2 separate regions of the Mus musculus genome follow, and region 1 is linked to region 2. Evidence: chromatin contacts called from public HiChIP or PLAC-seq data. All regions are on one chromosome and are shown on one strand. Each heading gives the region's core, a stretch centred on a gene start, on an enhancer-like site or on the middle of the called end of the contact. The rest is flanking DNA. Distances are from core to core; before and after follow the strand shown. Region 1 has its middle 27 kb from the start of Atp6v1h. Region 2 holds the start of Tcea1 (transcription elongation factor A (SII) 1).

Region 1 (2,700 bases), core at 98-2,597, 200 kb before region 2:
CTCGGGGATCTGTCCCATAATCAGCCTCCAAATGCTGACACCATTGCATATGCCAGCAAGATTTTGCTGAAAGAACCTTGATATAGTTGTCTCTTGTGAGACTATGCCGGTGCCTGGTAAATACAGAAGTGGATGCTCACAGTCAGCTATTGGATGGAACACAGGGCCCCCAATGGAGGAGCTAGAGAAAGTACCCAAAGAGCTAAAGTTTAAATTTACAGGAATTGCTAAAGGGGTCTGCAGCCCTATAGGTGGAACAACAATATGAACTAACCAGTACCCTGGAGCTCCTGTCTCTAGCTGCATATGTAGCAGAAGATGGCCTATTCGGCCATCATTGGGAAGAGGGACCCCTTGGTCTTGCAAACTTTATATGTCTCAGTACAGGGGAATGTCAGGGTCAAGAAGTGGGAGTGGTTGGGTAGGGGAGTGGGTGGGGGAGGGTATGGGGAACTTTTGGGATAGCATTTGAAATGTAAATGAAGAAAATACCTAATTTTTTAAAATTGGAAATAAAACAAAAGAAATAGAAATTAAATTTTAAAAAAATGAAATGAAGGGAAAGTGGTGGGTATAATTAGAAAGAGGTGAATGGTCTAGTAGGGGACATGCAGTGGCACATCTTGATTGTAGTGACTGGCCCACAAACCTAGGCATTTGATAAAACCTCACATACAAGTGCATGTAATACATGGGAAATCTGAGTGACCACTATGAATTGTGCCAATGATGCTGGCTTTGACACTGAACTGTAGTTCTGCAGTCTTCATAAAGGCTAAACTCAATGTCCACAATGAACTATTTTCTTTTTAGCAATTTCCTGTAAATTTAAACTGATTGCGGAATAAATGTTAAAGCACTGCACTAGCAGGTTAGATTGATGTTGCTGACATGCTAATTGCTCCCCTTTATTATCATGGCACTTCTGGTTGTTCCTTTCATTTGGATCCTTGCCCAGCTTCATTAAGTCAGTAGATTGAAGCTGTCAGACCAGGTTTAGACTTAAAAAACAAGTTTGGAAATACTGCTGGCTACATATGGGATGTTGAAAATCAGGTGAGTGGTGACATGAATCTGGGTTTTCTGAAAAATCTTTGCACTAAACTGATAGTTGCCAAAAGCAATTTAGAAAATAGACTGTGGCTGGGAACATGGGTTTGTGAGTAAAAGTACTTGATATAAAAGCATATACATAAAAGTGGAACATGGATCCATGTGCTTGTGACATCATCATTAGATGGCAGAGATAGGCAGATTCTAGGAACTCACTGGCCAGACAGCCTAGCTGAAACAGATGAGCTTCCTGTTCAGTGATAGACCTGTCTCAAGGGAATGAAGTCGAGAGTAATATCCTCCTCTGGCCTCCACATCACAGGTACCCACTCACTCATGGGCATTCATCACATGTATACTTACACAGCACAAACATATTCAACAGAAATAAAAGGAAAAAAGTCCTGCAGAAATGCAAAACTAATATCTATTCATCACAGATAAGAAACAAAGTAAAGTCATGATACCACTAAAGTCCAATCTGATGGACCAATGAGTTTATTGGGCTACTTACAGAATTATAGATGAAGGGTTACTTACAGAAGCAGAAATAACTTAAACACAGCAGCAGCAGCAAAAGTCCACTCCAGCATAAGTGACAACTCATGAGATCTGGACCCCCTCCAGATTACTGCAGGACTTTCAGACAGCTGAACAGGTTGGGGGGGGGGGATTTTAGGTATTTTCTACGACTTCTTTCTTCCAGAATCTTTTTTTTTTTTTAATTTAGTGTATGAGTGCTCTGCTGCATATACATCTGCAGGCCAGAAGAGGACATCAGATCCTTTTATGGATGGTTGTGAGCCAGCATGTGGTTTCTGGGAATTGAATTAGAGACCTCTGAAAGAGAAGCCAGTGGTCTTAGACACTGAGACATATCATAGGCCCTTCTTCCAGAATATTAAAGGGGGCTTCCTTTAGAACTTCCACGGTCCTTTTCTTTTCTCTTTTCTTTGCATTTTTTCTTTTTGCCTCCTCCTCCTTCTTTTCCTCCTCTTCCTTCTCCTACTTCTCCTCCTCCTCTTCCTCCTTCTCCTCCTCTTCTTCTTTTTGAAGGTCTTACTTCGGAGCCCAGAGTAGCCATGAACTCATTAAAAATCTGCCTATTTCTGCCTCCTTAGTACTATAATCAAAGGTGTGGGATAGCATTCCTGACCAAATGCCAAGATCTTAGAGCCTCAGAGAAAAATGCTAAACAACTGTGAAGTCAGCACTTAGTAGAGCTGGAGGCAGGAGTTCAAGACAAGCCTTAGCTACTGTGAGTCTCAAGGTTCTGTTTTAGTTACTGTGCCTATGAGATCCATAAAGCAAAAATATCTCTAACTTGCCCAAAGGCAAAACTTCCTGAAATGTTGGAGGCTACTGTTTTATGGGATATAATAAGCCATGTTTTCATTCTCCTATACAAGCTTTTCTAACTCAATGGTAAGGTTGTGCTAGGTCACATGTAGGCTGGAAGTACATAGGCAAGAACTGTGTTGGGATGTGTGCTTGTCCCTGATTGAACCTGATGGGAAATGCATGGTCTAATGGGGTTTCCTTTTTAAGCTTCTGCAAAACGTGACCTGTGGCCATTTTCTGGCAACCCAGGATTAAGCCCAGCCAGAGTTTATCATCCTATCAATATCTAATTAAAACTTGCTTCAA
Region 2 (2,700 bases), core at 6-2,505:
ACTCATCACCTGCATCAAGTAATGAAATAGCTCAATCAGTAAGAAAGAAAAACAACACAGGCTAATATCTGGAACAGAAAACAAACAGGAAATATTTGAAAGGACCAAAATCGTACATACGGATTAACGGGGCATGAAATTAAATGCGGGTCAACACACCTGTTTAAGAAAGAGGAACCGGGGGCGTCTGAAAGTCTTACATTATTTGGTATTAACACTAAATCCTAAGCTGGCAGCGAGTGGAAAGTCAGCGAGCTCCTAGCTCAAGCAAAACTACACAGTATTTAAGCGACAGCACTTTAGCTCTGACTCAGTTTCTTGACTCATAAAAAGAATTCTGCAGAGGCGCGTAACTCTAAAGCACTCACTGCACAAACGTTTAGCATCTCTGCACGGCTTTTACTTCACAAATGGCAAAAGTCTCTGGTGTTTTGATAATGCAAACCTGCTGCGTCTGGAAGAAGAGATTCAAGTGAAGCTGGCTGGAGAGGTCAAGTGTGGAAGCAAAGGGATGGAAAGTGGTACACACCGAGGGACACATCCACACAGACCAATCAAGGAACAGAGGATGTCATCCGTCCCGCTGCAGCCTCAGCACCATACCCGCGGAGCAGCAGCAGCCGGCTGCCCGGCACATCGCACGCAGGCCGACTTGCCAAGGGGCGGCGTATTTTCTGTTTGTGATTACCAAGTGGGTGTAAGGCAGAGCTGGGATAAACACACTTTACGGCCCGTCTGCAACTGACCGCGGCACCCAGCGAAGCCGCTCTGGGGTAACCGGCGGCGGCCACCGTACATTCTCTCAGCCCAGCGTCGAGGGCTTCAGTCCTGGGCTCACTGCGGCCGTGGGCAGCACGGACCTGAAAGCCCGGAGGGCGCGCGGCGCGGCCCGGCCCGGCCCGGCCCTGACTGACTCCGCGTGGGCCGGTGTCGCGGACTCGGCCGCGGCCTGCCCCGGGCCCGCCCGCTTACCGCATTCTTTTTCTGCACCATTTTGTCCATCTTCTTGGCAATGCGAACCACCTCGTCCTCCATGGCTCCGGAAGGCCTCCCCTCGCCCGGCCACAGCGGACGGGAAGCGAGAGAAGCTGCGCGGACGTTGGACAAGCCGCGAAGCCGCTGGCCTAGGCCTTCCTCACAGACCCGGCCCGCGGCGGCAGGGATAAGCGCTCCGCCCCCTAGGCCGTGCCAGTCAAGCACCGCGCGCGCCACACAGGCACTACGAATCGATCGCAGGAGACTGGAAAGTAGAAGTGGCTCGCTCAGGCGTGCGCTGTTCTTTTAATCTATTCCCGCCCCCAGCAGTCTGGAACTTCCGGCCCTATCCGGACTCGCGTTGCTGGCGAGCTGGAGTTGGACGGAGTCCGGCTTTCACGCCAGAGGGATCAGGCAGTAGGCGGTAGGTTGCTACGAGTTCCATCGAAACCCCTCCGGCAGAGCGTTCTCTGGGACGCAGGACAGGCATTGCCGAGGGCTTAAAGCGCATGAGCACTGAGGCTCACTCTTGGACTCAGATATTCAAACCATCTAGCCTGCTGATGAAAACCGACTAAAAAGACGACGGCCTTGAGAATTGTGACTTAAAAAAAGCCACGGTAAAAAAATGACATGTATAGTGTCTGGGATTGTTTTTACTTTGTTCCATGTGTTGAAAGTTAATAAATCAGGAGCCAATGAACATTACAGACTTTTAAGACTCAAAATATCTTCTTTCCAATGAAAAAAGTTAACTAAAACACATGTCGTGTCAAATTAAACATTTGTCACCAAGCATGATAGAAGGCCGTGGCATATAACTAATGTGCATTTTCACACTTTAAACTTAAGATCAAATAAAGTATAGCTCCCCAGGGTAACAGTGAATTCCACTTTGACTAATCAGTTTCTATTGAAAGTAAATGGTTCAGTACCATTTTTCACCCATAACTCATGCTTTTCATTTATTTTCTTTGTCCTTTTCCTTCAATTTCCTTGTGAGGTAATAAAGAGGAGACAATCACCAGGCAGTGGTGCCCCACGCCTTTGATCTCAGCACTTGGGAGGCAGAGGCAGGCGGATTTCTGAGTTCGAGGCCAGTCTGGTCTACAAAGTGAGTTCCAGGACAGCCAGAGCTACACAGAGAAACCCTGTCTCGAAAAACCGGAAAAAAAAAAAAAAAAAAAAAAAAAAGAGGGGACAACATTTTCTCATTTGCAGATGAGAAAGTGGGTCTGTGTCCAGTTAAACCATTTACTACCAATTCACACTATGCATAACAGCATTTCAAAGTTAATTACCATTAACCAAAATTTACCACTTAAGATTCTCTCTATACTAAGATAAAGCCCTTTATGGTTCAAGATATCTATCTGGTCTCCACTGCCTTGAGACAGGGTCTCTCCCTGAATTAGAAGTTTGAAGTCAGCTAGGCTGACTGGCCAGCAAATTCCCCAATCGGCCTCTCTTAGACTCCCAAGCATTGTGGTTGCAGGAATGCACATCTATGCCCAGCTTTTTTCTGCAGGTGCTGGGAATTCCATCTCAGAACCCCAGGCACTCATGCTTGGAAAACAAGTACTCCTGTCCACTTAGCCATCTCCCCAGCCTCAAGTTAAGTTTTAAGTGTTGTAAGAGAAACAAAGTTTACCATTTTAGCTTTTTGTTTTTAGACAGGGTCTTTTGTAGCCTATGCTTGCCTTAGTTATCTATGAAGCCCAAGTT

What was found. HiChIP or PLAC-seq counts read pairs in DNA pulled down with a chosen protein or histone mark.
Region 1: an H3K4me3 HiChIP or PLAC-seq map of the 230-238 cell line shows a contact between it and region 2, with 15 read pairs. The contact joins the enhancer-like site here to the promoter of Tcea1 in region 2. A contact is called at or near these places in 4 of 39 promoter capture datasets (3T3-L1-derived adipocytes, the C10 cell line, the HPC-7 cell line and 1 more), 6 of 115 datasets of contacts at active chromatin or transcription factors (the 230-238 cell line, embryonic stem cells, neural progenitor cells and 1 more) and 2 of 9 other capture datasets (adipose tissue and pancreatic islet).

Annotation. Positions count from the first base shown.
Region 1 is chr1:5,054,413-5,057,112 of GRCm38.p6, reverse strand. It overlaps a transcript of Rgs20 not described here. Among named protein-coding and RNA genes, the nearest start is that of Atp6v1h, 27 kb to the left of the region's middle. Within about 2 kb of position 1,347, at least 3 of the 459 cell types and tissues checked have an H3K27ac peak or open chromatin away from gene starts, as enhancers often do. A contact at or near this core is called in the 230-238 cell line, where this site is marked.
Region 2 is chr1:4,856,249-4,858,948 of GRCm38.p6, reverse strand. Tcea1 (transcription elongation factor A (SII) 1) reads right to left here and starts at 1,255. Exons shown (of 10, transcript NM_011541.4): 1 at 973-1,255. The coding sequence starts at 1,035.